Regions from separate parts of the Cricetulus griseus genome. Here region 2 is linked to region 1. A link is a contact called in public Hi-C data. All regions are on one chromosome and are shown on one strand. The core of a region is the stretch at or near the end of the contact, and the rest is flanking DNA. Distances in the headings are between cores, read along the strand shown.

The links. A called contact is a pair of places that touch in the nucleus more often than the background predicts.
Region 2: a Hi-C map of the CHO-K1 cell line shows a contact between it and region 1, with 3 times the contacts expected there. The contact joins the promoter of Fam168a here to the enhancer-like site in region 1. A contact is called at or near these places in 4 of 8 Hi-C or Micro-C datasets (the CHL-YN cell line, the CHO-K1 cell line and fibroblasts).

Annotation. Positions count from the first base shown.
Region 1 is chr3:98,702,294-98,708,897 of CriGri-PICRH-1.0, forward strand. It overlaps Fam168a (protein FAM168A), which reads right to left. Exons shown (of 9, transcript XM_027407803.2): 9 at 6,226-6,604. Among named protein-coding and RNA genes, the nearest start is that of Relt, 22 kb to the left of the region's middle. Within about 2 kb of position 4,163, at least 2 of the 6 cell types and tissues checked have open chromatin away from gene starts, as enhancers often do. A contact at or near this core is called in the CHO-K1 cell line and fibroblasts, where this site is marked.
Region 2 is chr3:98,829,038-98,835,641 of CriGri-PICRH-1.0, forward strand. It overlaps Fam168a (protein FAM168A), which reads right to left and starts at 2,590. Exons shown (of 9, transcript XM_027407803.2): 1 at 2,572-2,590.

The DNA of each region.
Region 1 (6,604 bases), core at 2,913-5,412:
GTAGGTTGCTGGCCTAGCAGTGGTAGGAATGGAGGTAAAAAAAAAAGAAAAGCCACCTTTGATAGGATGTGCCCACCTATCCCTGCTTCCTGTACATCCTTTGGGGACCTGGTCCTCTGTGGGACTTTTGTGAACTGGGTGTGGGCAGTGTCCCTTGGTGTACTTAAAGAAATGGCCCCTATGGCTATAGGGCATACTTGGCATCTGTTTGCTGTATCTCGGGTTTGGCTTCTCAAATTTGCCTGTCCCTCCAGCCAGTCTACTCATGCACCTCACTTATCTAGGATTTGGGTAACACAGCCCACTTGGGTGGTGTATGAGGATAAGCATGTTTCCCAGAGGGTGAGGCAGGAGGTGGGGCCCATCCATTCTCTGGGAAGCCTAGATTAGAGACAGATTCAGATACCAGTCAGGGTGGAAGTAACATGCTTAGGCTTCCAGGCCTGTAGGGATGCTCCTATCACCATAAGCAGTATTCTCCCCTGCTCCTGCTTGCTGAAGGAATGACTTGTTTCCTCATTTGCTTCTTGGGCCATGCAGTTTCCCAACATCAGGACCAAGTGGTGAGAGATGAGGTAGATGTGTTACATTACTGGTCTCCACAGCCCCACCTTCTCTTGGAAACTTCCCTACAAACTCCTGCAGCCTTCTCAGTGGGCAGAGGTGGGAGTTGAAGGAAGAGTAGGCATTGGAGTCTAACCTCTAGCTCTCTTCCCTCTCCTAGACAACAAAAGCCTTGCTGCTGTGACCTAGAGATGAGCCTAAGATGTTCCACCATATCCCAGATAAAGTGCCCTCTCCTCCCTTCACAGGTCCATGATGGATCATGGACAGAATAGAAGGCTGGGAAAGCTATCTATCAGCAGACAGTGAGGCTCGGTGAGAGGTGTACCAATTTCCAGTTTCCACTCTAGCATGGGTCAAGTTATGTCCACTGGTCCAGTAGGCCAGTCCCCACCCCATGGAGGATTTTACTGGTCCTTGCAGTGTTGGGATGGAACTCCGGGCCTTACCCAAGCTAGGTAAGCCCTGTCTTGGTGCTGCACCTCCAACCCTTGGAAAGTCTTCAAACATTATTCAAACATTGCCTCTGCAATATAAACACAGTCGCAGACACCTGGCTTCAGTCTTTTGAAGTGATCACTTTTGGCCAGTTTTTCCTACAGTTGAACATATTGAGTCTTTGGCCTGTTAGTTGTGGAACATGAACTGTCTGTCAAGGCCAGGCACTGAGAAAGAAAAGTGGTTGGGTGGCCTAAGAAAACTTGTTGTGGTTTGAATGAGAATGGCCCCATAAGGCTCCTTTATTTGAATACTTGATCCCCAGTTTAGGGCAACTGTTTGAGAAGGTTTAGGAGGAGGTGTGGCTTTGTTGGAGGAAACTGTCACTGGGGCAGGCTTTGAGTTTACAAAAGCCCATGCGCATGCCATTCCTAGGTAGCTCCTATGTGTTCTCTCCCATCTGCCGCCTCCTACTTTTGGATAAAGATGTGAGCTCTCTACTGCTCCAGTTCCCCATGATAGTTATGGACCTCTGAAATTTTAAACCCCAATAAACTCTTGTGTAAGTTGCTTTGGTCACAATAGGAAAGTAACACTTAAGACAAAGCCTGAGCAGCATTAGCAGCAGCATCACCCTGAAGGGACAGGAGAAAATAGAGTCCTTAATGACTGCTTGTATAAGGCCCTGTGGACGACAATGTCCCTGCAATAAGCCACCAAACTCCCCTTAGTTTCCTGACACTCCACCCTTCAAGAAACCAACTCCAGGCTGGAGAGATGGCTCAGCAGTTAAGACACTGCTTGTTCTTCCAGAGGTCCTGAGTTCAATACCCAGCAACCACACGGTGGCTCACAATTGTCTGTAATGAGATCTGGTACACTCTTCTGGCCTGCAGGCATACATGCAGACAAAACACCATAATAAATAAATAAATAAGTCTTTAAAAAGAGGGAGGGAAAACACCCCTGAGATGGGCAGAACATGGACTATAGTACCTGGGTTCTGTAGCCAGACCAAGTATGAATTCCAACTTTACCAAAACTGATCTCCCAGCCCTTCCATGTGGGACAAACAGCAGAGCTTCTCTTGCAGCAAAACATGATGACCTCAAAGATCAACAAGCAAAAGTGAGAGCCACAAGACACTCAACAATGGCAGGGTTTTTTTAGGTTGTTTTCCATCTTCTTTATGCTGCAGGGTCTCTCCCACACACACTACCACTGAGCAATACTCCAGCCTACATGTTAGCTCTTTAACAGCTTCCCTGGGTTTCCATCATATTATCTGGTCCAGGTGCTTAACCTGACACTCCACAGCATCCATACACTGCCTGATCCAGTAGTCCTGAGAAGACAAGTAGCACAGGATTGCTTGTTTTCTTTTTTGAGTCAGTCTTTCTCTTGTGTGTGTATTTTTATGTGTATGAATGCCTGCGTGTAAATGTACCATGTGTGCCTGGTGCCCCAGAGCCCAGAAGGCAGCATGGGATCCTCTGGAACAGGAGTTATGGATGGTTTCGAATCACTGTGCTGTGGGTCTTTGAACTCAAACCCTGTTCCTCTGTGAGAGCAGCCAGTGTTCTAACCCTTAGCATCTCCCCAGGATTTGAGACACAGCCTTCATGTTGCAATCCAACCTTAGTTTGCAAAGCACTGGGGTACCAGGTGTGTACTTAGTTAAAAAGAAGCTTAGAATTGCCTGGGGGAGAAATGCAGAGACTCATTGGCCCAAGGTGGTCTGTGCCTCCCTCACCCAAGAACCACTTTCTGTTTTTTGTTTTTTGTTTTTTTTTCTTTTGGGAAACTTTTTTTAATAGTTGTTGAATGTTCTACAGCTTACAGTAAATATCATATAGTTACAAACTCTTGGCTTCAGCCTTTCAGAATGATCACTATCTGATCTTCAAAACAAAACAAAACAAAACCCAAAGGAATCCAAAACAACAAAGCCAAGTTTACACTTCATACACACAAGTGTGGCCACAGGGCTTTCCAATCTTTACACTCCAGGCTGTGTTTTGAAAACACCTATAAATTATTTGATCAAACTACTTGGAAGACACTGGTCAAAGGTTTATTATTATAATTATTATTGTTTTTCAATGTTTTTATTTGTTTTTAAAATGTGAGTTCCAATAAAATTTAAAAATTAGATTCCAACCTGTAGGTTAAAATGAATTAAAAAATACAAAATCATACACAACGCTCTCTTCACAGGGATGTTACATGCCATGAGAACAAGCTTCTCTGTCATGTGATATGAAAGAGGGATGCAGATGCCTTGAAGACAGGAAGGGGACAGGCCCTGGGCCTTCAAAGATCAAAGACAACTCCAAGGTACAGGAGGCCTGGCCTTGCCTCACCTTGTAAGGAGCATGGTTCAAAAGACAGATCCAGTCAATTTGGCTGACCTGAGGTCTCTGGGCCAATCCTACTGTTTAGTCTGACTTTCATGCATGAGGAGGATGGCTGAGCTGGGGTCAAGGATAGAAGATGCTAGGGTTAAGCCCAAAGCAGGTTTCACTCTTTTGATTCCTGTGGGCTGCTATCTGTAAAGCTGTTTTATCTGTTCCCTTGGGAAAGAAAATTGACCCTCAGGCTGGAATGGATAAAGGGTCACACTGCTACAGCAAGGATACCTAAGGACTACTGATATAGCTGCCACATTGAAGCAGGTGCTGCTATGTCCCTCTTTGGCTCTGTGGCAACCAGTTTCAACTCCTGTTCTTGGCTGGCCTTCTGACTGGCATCAACAGTTGATGAATTAGGAAATGCCCAGAGGAGAAACTGAGGGAGTGGGACCCAAGTCTGGCTCAGGCAAGTCTGGCCATGGAATGTTTAAGCTGGGCTGCTGGGAATGTGGAAGGCTGAGTTGTGGAACTACATAATGCCAGATTTTACCAGTGTTTTTTCTCGGAAAGGGAGCAGGGGTAGGGAAGGACAGTCTGGAATATTCATAGAAGTCTGTCCAGAGATATCGTATGACCAGTGAGCCTGGCTAAGTTTCTCCCTCCCACTGATTTGCTCCTCTTTGTCCACTCCTACCCTGACAGCCCTTCTCTAGATTCCCAAGCTTGATAAGATACTAGGGGTTACATACTTGGCACTGACGTGGTTAACACAAGATGGAAAGGCATAGCTCGCTGAACATGAGTCACACATGGGATGACTGATCCAGCCAGAATGCTGTGAAGACCACAGAGCCCATAGCAGGGGCAAGATATCTGATATGTAGGGAACTAAGCCAGCTTCAGCCAATGCCTTGTTTGATGTGTCATGTCTGTAATAAGGATATCACAATTGGTGACCAAGAGACTTGTCCTATTTTGTGCTCCCCATGACTCATTTCTGAAGGCTATTCAAGACAAAGCATCAAGCCTTCCAAAGAAACCTCTAGGTCTTAAACATGGAACCATCTAGATGGCCAGAAAGCACTGGGATACACACAGCCTGGGACCTGGTGCTCACTGGTGAACAAGCAAACCTGAGGACTCCAGTCTAGACGTGCTTTCAGGAGTTTAGGCTTATGCCATGTTCCTTGAAGTGCCTTGTTGGATCTAGACAGGAGTCAGACAGCAGCTGTGTACAGTACAGGCTTCCCAGAGGCAAGACTCCTTGCTCAAAGATGCCTGGCATTGACCTCAATTATCTTCAGTACTGGGCAGTGTCACCTTTGATGTTCTGAGTTAGGTCTTTTGTGGCAACTTCTCAGCTGGATCTACCTCTGGGTCTCCAGGACCCATTGCATGTCTCAGCCTAAAGCAGAAATTCTCAAAAATCTGCCCAGCTGATAGACAGGAGCTCCCCCAAGTCTCCATAAATTCTTCCTCTGTGTGAGGCAGCAAGTAGCCCTTTCTTTCTCCAGACAAACTTACACTCAAGAGACCCAGCAGGAAGAGCAGATTACTTCAAATCTCGGTTCTTTTACTCATGAGCTATGTGTCCTTTGGCAAGTCTCTTACCCTTCAGAGCATCATGAACCCCCACCCCCATCTTTAAAGTCGAGGTTTTAGCAATCAGTGTCATAGTACATACAAAAGGAGGTCTGGATAGCAGACACTATGTGTGTCCCTGATGAATACTCAGGGAAGAGGGTATGCACTTGGGGAAAAGATATTCTATCTCATAGGAAGAAAAACAGTTGTATTTGTTTGTAAAGCATGGCAAGAGACTTTCAAGCTTTCACTCACTGGTGGTAGTCCAGTTTCCAGACCCAAACTTCCTGGCCCAGGGTTGATGAAGATGGCTAAATGGTGCAAAGGAAGGCTGGTAAACAGAGCCACCTCTACCTCAGCTTTGCAATGGGGAGAGGCAGGGTGTCAATAAGGAGTGTGTGTGTGTGTGTGGTGATGCCAGTGTGGCAGCTCATGGTGTCATGTGCACACCCCTGGTCCTACGGTGAGAGGCCCCTTCTAGCTCCTGGCCTCAGCTATTTTGACTACTCGGCCATCCAGAACCTTTAGATGATACCTAGGGTACTCCTGCTAGGGACCCATGACACTGCCAGAGCTGTGTTTACCTAACTTAAAGCACACACACACACACTGTGCTCTGGGGCTCAGTCCCTTTGCTATGATTCCCCAAGCTTGGCCAGACTTGTGGATCTTTGCCAAATAAAATGGTGAGGCCAGCTGAACTGGGGCTCTTGTGTTCTACTGAGAAAAGGTTAATTGGTTTGGTTCCTCTAGACTACAGCATGTCAATACTTGATTTTCACCTTGGGGTCTTTCTGATCTTGAATCGAAGACTATGTCTAAGATGGGTACAGAGCATAAATGCTTCAGAACATGAAGCGGTGTGTGGATCAGACTCGGAGAGACTAGAGCCAGCAGAGGATTCCTTACCAGAAAGTCCCTGTCCTTTTCTGAGCCTTGGGTTTGCTATCATTAAATAGCAGACACCATGCCTTTATCTCAGGGATAAACCACATGAACTGTGAGGGGTACAAACAGTGTTTACATACTGGTGTGGAAAGAACAAACGTTAAGAGGCCATTCATTCCTAGGTCTCCTTTTTTCTCCTCTGTCAGGTCACCTGAAGGCCACAGGGTCTAGGAAGCCTCCAGGATTCCTCACTTTGGGCCCTTTCATTTCCGTCTAGAATCTGTTTCCACATTTGTCAAGGGGGTGGAATAACTGACCCTGTGGTTTGCTCTCAGGGCCAGTTCATCCTAGGCCGTGAAGTGCGGTGACATCTATGAAGCACCTGACACGTGCAAAGGTATCCTGTAATTATTACCGCCATTATTATTTTGGCATTTTTCAAACATATAAGACATAATCTACAGCAACCTTCATCCACCTCTACAAAACCAAAGAGGGTAGGAGGAGGCATTGTAAAAAGCAGACCAACACTGGAAAACTGTGTTTTAAAAGAAACCCTTGTCAGCACCCCAGAGCAGCCGAGTCTCTCTTCCTGGTCCTGAAGTTCCTAGAAGGCCAGGAAGGTAGGAGCCCTAACTTCTGGCTCTCTGCCACAGATACGATGAACTCTGACCTCCTGGGAACAGTCAGGCTGTTTCTGAGGTCACTCTAGCTCAAGGGCTTCCTTTTTTTTTTTTTTTCTTTATTCCTTTAGGGGAGCATAGGAAATTGGAGGAATG
Region 2 (6,604 bases), core at 1,340-3,839, 130 kb after region 1:
CACACCTATGCTATGACATGTGTATGTGTGCGTGTAAACCCATGTGCGCGAGTGCATACACACACAGGGGAGAAAGGAAGGAAGTGAGGGAGGAAGGAAGGAAGGAAAGAGAGATGGAGGGAAGGGTTTGAGGCCATGGCCTACAACCAACTTTTATATACTGAGCAGAAAGTAGTTTGAAAAGTTAGGGGCAGCCGAGTGGTGCCTATGCCTTTAATACCTTTAGTCCCAGTGCTCAGGAGGCAGAGGCAGGAGAATTTCTGAGTTGGAGGCCAACCTTGTCTACCCCAGGATACCCAGGGGTACACAGAGAAACCCTGTCTTTTGTAGTGGCATCTCGCCTTGCCAGTGAATTTGTAGTAGTGGCCCGACCCTTTAAAAAGCTGTGGATACCATCAAGGTTGATCAAGATCCCATTTGTTTTGTTGTTGTTGTTGTTGTTTGTTTTTTTGAGACAAGATTTCTCTGTGACTTTGGAGGCTGTCCTGGAACTAGCTCCTGTAGAACAGGCTGGTCTTAAACTCACAGAGATCCGCCTGCCTCTGCCTCCTGAGTGCTGGGACTAAAGGCGTGTACCACCACCACTTGGCTTCAAGATCCTGTTTGAACAGGGGAAACCTCTTGACGAGGAGAATGACAGGTCATCCACCAAAGTAAATCCCACGAGTTGTATGGAGACCTCATAAAGATCGGGGGAGTGTTCTGTTCTTGTCTTTACAGGAAAACAGAAAATACCCATCTTCAAGAAGTCAAAAGACATCAGTTGTGTAGATGTCTAAAGAAGAAAGGATAGCTATCCAGAAAGAATCATCTAACAAAGAAGAATCTGACTTATGGAACCAACATCTATACAGGGTAAAATCCCACTTCTGACACCATTGCTCCTCTCCTAAAGGGGTCACATCCACACCTAAAACCATGCCCAAAGGGTGTGGCCACTAGATTGTACCACCAAGCCTGCTTTTATTCTATGTAGGTGACTGAACCCAGGGTTTGGTGCATGGTGCAAGCAATCTACTAACTGAACTTCTTCCCAGCCTCTTTCTTTTCCTCTTTATACTTTTCTGGATTTCCCAAATACCCAATAATGAACATGCATGAGTTTTATATCAGGGAAAAGAAGGAAGAATATTATGTCAGACAGCCTGCCACTTCTCAGTAGGCATTCTCTCTCTCAAGCCTGACCTGGTATAGGTCTCCTCCTCTGGATTTCATTTCATGTATGCCCCTTTGTGGAGGTTTGAATGAGAATGGCCCCTCTAGGTGCCTGTATTTGAATGCTTGGTTCCCAGTTGGTGCAACTGTTTGGAAAGGATTAGGAGTGTGAGCTCATTGGAGGAGTTGTATCACAGGGATGGACTTTGAGGTTTCAAACGCTGAGCATTCCCAGTTCAACTCTCTGTGGCTGCAGATCTAGATGTGAGCAGGCATCATGTCTGCCTGCGCCATGCTCCCCTCCATAATTGCCATGGATGCTAACCCTCTGAAACTGTGAGCCACAAATTAAACACTTTCATCAGGCAGTGGTGACAGTCACCTTTAATCCCAGCACTGGGGATGCAGAGGCAGGTGGATCTCTGTGAGTTTGAGGCCAGCCTGCTCTACAGCATAAGTTCTAAGATAACCAAGGCTACACAGAGAAAACCTGTCTTGAAAAACAAAAACAAACAAATTAAACACTTTCTTTTATAAGTTGCCTTGGTCCCAGTGTTTTACCACAGCTACAGAAAAGTAACCTGACCCATAAAGATAAAGGATCAAGTGTGCCGGGGGCCAGGGGTAGGGAGGAGGCAGAATTTTAAGGAAGACATCCCTACCTAACAAAAATAGGGCAAAAGAGACAAGAAAGGAAATTTCCTAGATATTTTCTTCCAGGTTTCAGAACATCACAATGTCTTGTGATGACAAGATCTGTAGCAGCTATCTTGCAACCTCTGGGTGGATATGGCTCAGGGGGAGAGATAGGAAGGCCCTGAGTGACAAGTTGAGCCCCTGAGTTAATTCAAGGACTCTTCTGATAAATGTGATATAATATTTCTGAGGGTCAGGTGACTTTTCATTGGAAAGACTCAGCTATCATCTCAAACTGCCATAACTAACACAGCACCTCCCCCCTCCCCAGTATCAAAAGGACTGACCCATCTGTAAGGCCTGGAAGACCTTACAGATTCATGTCCCCAGACTTACAGCTTGGCACCTTTGAATTAACCAGGGGAGGCAGCAACTGATACTTTCAGCACTGAATCCCAAGGATGCTTCCTCTTACCGAAGTTCCAAGGTGACCGTCTCAGAATCCTTCCCTCCCCCTGCCCACCCTATTTAAAATTTTTTCTCTAGCATTCATGTCAGCAAAATACTTTTCTTTTCCATTTTAGCATTACTGAAATTGACCATCTATCTTCTCCTGGGACCCTGGCCACAGTGCTGTGGGGTAGCACATTTTCCGGAAGTGCATCATCACTCTACTTCCCTGCTTGGACATTTCTCCCTGTTACAGTCTGTTTTATATTTGCACTTCTGTGATAGGGTTCAGGGTAGATGAGATCTTAAGACAGAAACACTAGAACAGACCTGAACCAGCCTTCACCGCGTCAGCATCTCCCAGTGGCACTTGACTCTGAAGAGGGCCTCCAGGCGGAAGCTAGCCTGGGCCAGGTCTGCCGCCCTACCAGCGCCATCTGCCGACTAAATCCCACTTAATCTATCTCATCTTCTGTCCCAAGAAATAGCTGTATCCTCCTCCACCACCCACGAAAGCAAGTTGTCTTAGGTTGTTTCCTTATTTTGTAATCTGGGAATTGAAGGCAGGGCTTTGCACATGCTAAGAAAGTGTCCTAGCGTTGAGCTGTACTTGCAGACCCACAGTGAGTTTTTCAAAAGATAAATCGCAGGACGCGAAACTTCAGGACTGCAGGAGGTGGGGGAGGTTATGGCTCACATTTGTTACCTCTCCCTACTCAGGGGGTAGAGGTGGGGAATCACAAATTCCATTTTGGTTGGGTTACATAGTGAGTTCAAGACCAGCTTAGGCAACTCAAGTGAGATCCTATCACACAACAAAAGAGAAACAAAACCCACAAACAGCAACAAAGCATCTCTCCAAGGTTTTCTACCCCACATGGTATTTATTTTTCCTGTCTTCCTGTGACTGTCTACAATGATGGGTGTCATCTATGCTACTCAGGATGCCAGGAACCATTCTCCCTGGCTTTCATACTAACTCTTCCCAAGGGCTTGAGCTGGACTTGAGGATATCAACCATGTGAGAATCAAGATCTTCCGAGACACAGTGTTCTAAGAACGCCAAAGCCAATCTAGGAACTTCAGAAGATCCTAATCCCCTCCCCATCTTAACCCATCTCCTCTTTTAAGGAACAGGTTGTTGGTCAGAACCACAGAGGTGCTTCATAGTTAACATCCAGGCTTGTGACTTAATCTCCTGTGCAAGAGCAGCTTTAACTAATAACAGAATGAAGCTGTTATTTGGGTCTTTAACATGGCCCAAGCATTGGAAAGTCCTACTCTGACAGACAGGCACAAGGTTGGATGCAGTAACCAAATATGTCCACAAGGGTGCAGTAGCGCCTCTCACCAGCAGCTGGAGTTGGTCTTCAACCACCAAACAGTACTTGAAGCTATTTTATCCTGTTAGAGCAGAAGGGACAGATGGAGGTCCGTGGGTGAAGGCAGATAACTTGATGTGCTTTTTAATTGCATTCTTAGGCTGGGAATGTAGCTCAGTTGGTGCAATGTGGTTTAAATAAGAATGCCCCCCATAATGTGTTTGAATGCTTGGTCACGGGGGAGTGGCTCTATTAGGAGGTATGGCCCTGTTGGAGGAACTGTGTCACCAGGTCTCAAATGCTCAAGCCAGGCCCAGTGGCTCTCTTCCTCCTGCCTGCTGATCCAGATGTAGAACACTCAGCTACCTCTCCAGCAACAGGCGTGCATGCCGCCATGTTTCTCACCATGATAATGGACCAAACCTCTGAACTGTAAGCTAGAATCAATTAAATGTTTTCCTTTATAAGAGTTGCTGTGGGGCTGGAGAGATGGCTCAGAAATTAGGAGCACTGACTGCTCTTTCAGAGGACCTGGGTTCAATTCCCAGCAACCACATGGTGGCTCACAGCCATCCCTTATGAGATCTGGTGCCCTCTTCTGGTGTGCAGATATACATGGAAGCAGAATGTTGTATACATAATAAATAAATGAATAAATAAACAAATAAATAAATAAATAAATTCTTAAAAAAAAAAAGAGTTGCTGTGGTCAGGCAGGCAGATACGCACACCTTTAATCCCAGCACCCAGGAGGCAGAGGCATGCAGATCTCTGTGGGTTTGAGGTCAGCCAGGGCTGCACAGAGAAACTGTCTCCAAGAAACAAACAAAAAAGGAGTTTCGTGGTCATGGTGTCTCTTCACAGCAATAGAAACCCTAACTAAGACACGAAGCAAGCACAAATGCACTGAGTTTGACACTCAGAGTTGCTTAAAACTGGATGGGGGTTGAATGTTTGTAATCTCTGGGCACAGAGGAGTGGAGGCAGGAGGATCAGAATGTTTGTTTGTTTTTCAAAACCAAAAGGTCTTCTCTGTGTAGCCCTAGCTGTCCCGGCACTCACTCTGTAGAACAGGCTGGCCTCAAACTCAGAGATCTACCTGCCTCTTCTTCCCAAGTGCTGGGATTAAAGGCATATGCTGCCACCACCATCCAGCTTCTTTTTCTTCTTTTAAGACAAAGTGTCACGTAGCCCAGGATGGCCTCAAACTCACTAGCCAAGGATGTAGCCAAGGATGACCTTGAATATCTGATCTCCCAAGTTCTGGGATTACAGGTGTGTACCACTACTTCCAGTTTATTCAGTGCTGGGGATGGAACCCAGGATTTTATGCATGCCAGGCGAACATTCTACCAACTGAACTACATGCCCAATCCTCAAGCAATCCTGAAAATGTTCTCCAAGGCTTTACCAAAGGGCAGCTAGTTGTACTTATAGCTTTAAACAAAAGAGTTAGAAATCATATTACTTCCCTCCCAGAGATAAGATCAAGACATCAGGCCTATGTGACTGCTCACTGGCTGTTCTTCCACAGGCCACTACACAGTGGCCCACAACCTTCTCTAACTCCAGTTCCAGGGGATCTGATGTCCTCTTCCGGCCTCCTTAGGCACTGAATGTACATGCTGCATAGATATAGGAAAACACCATATACACATAAAATGAAAATAAAATCTCTCTTTTTTGTTGTTGGTTCTTTGGTGGTGGTGTTGTTTTGAGACCGGGTTGCCCTGTCTGTCCTGGAACTCACTCTGTAGACCAGGCTGGCCTTGAATTCAGAGATTCACTTGTCTCTGCCTCCTGAGTTGGGGCAGGGGCTGGGGGGACGGGACGGGACTAAATGTGCCACCATGCCCAGCTTTAAATAAAATCTCAAAAAGAATTTAAAGCACCATAGTTGGAGGGATACTTCATACAGAAATAAAAAACCCGGGGCTGGAGAGTTGGCTTAGTGATTAAGTCACTGGCTGCTCTTCCAGATATTTGAGTCTCCTTCCCACAAAATGGAACCCAGTCATTGGTCAGAAGATGAACACCAGACAGAAGCTGGGTCAATCCCTTCCCTTCCCTAGGACTTTTCTTACTACTGACAGGTAGGCAGGAGTAAGGCTCAGGGTGAGAGAGGCGGGACATGTTTCATTTAAACTAAGACATAGTTTTCTGGGCATAGAATTCGAACCCCTACTTGACACTAGCTGTTTCTAACAGTTCCTCAGGATTAGTATACTTACACCTGTTGGGATTTATGCCATTTTATGACTGCAGAGTAAGTACATTAGGATTCATTTTTAAATTATTCATAGCTCTCCTGCAAACAAATAAACTGAAGCATAATCTCAAAAATACTCAGTGTTGTTCCCAGCACTGGAATGTTGGATGGGTTGCTTCACAGATGTGGGGTTTTTGAGCTGTGTGAAAGGGCCAGGGCACAGTAGACGAGAAGTCACTGCTGAGGCAGTCCTGTCTTGCGACAGTTTGTCTGAGAACACTGAGACCAGGACTCCTTTCCTCCCCTCCCCTTGCAGCCAGAATCTTAGAAATGTCTGTGGTAGACCCCACCAGTCAGGAGCTGGGCCTTGAACAAGGACATGAAAGGACCACCAAGCTGCCAAAAAGGATGAAGGTGTTTGCTGCCAAGTCTGGGAACCTGAGTTGAATTCTTGGAATCCACATGGTAGAAGAGATCCAACTCCACAGCTATCCTCTGATCGCCAAAAACTTGCCATCACACATATGTGTACACACACACACACACACACACACACACACACACACACACACACACACATAAATGCAATTGAAATTATTTTCACCAGGTGTGGTGGTGCATGTCTTTAATCCCAGCATTCTGGAGGCAGAAGCAGGTGGATGAATCTCTATGAGTTCCAGGCCAGCCAGAGTGACATCGTGAGATCCTGTCTCAAATGATTTATTTATTTATTTAGGGGCTAAAGAGATGGTTCAGTAGTTGAGTGTACTTCCTGGTCTTACAGAACACCAGGCATGCACACATACATAATTAAGAAAAAATCTTTTAGATA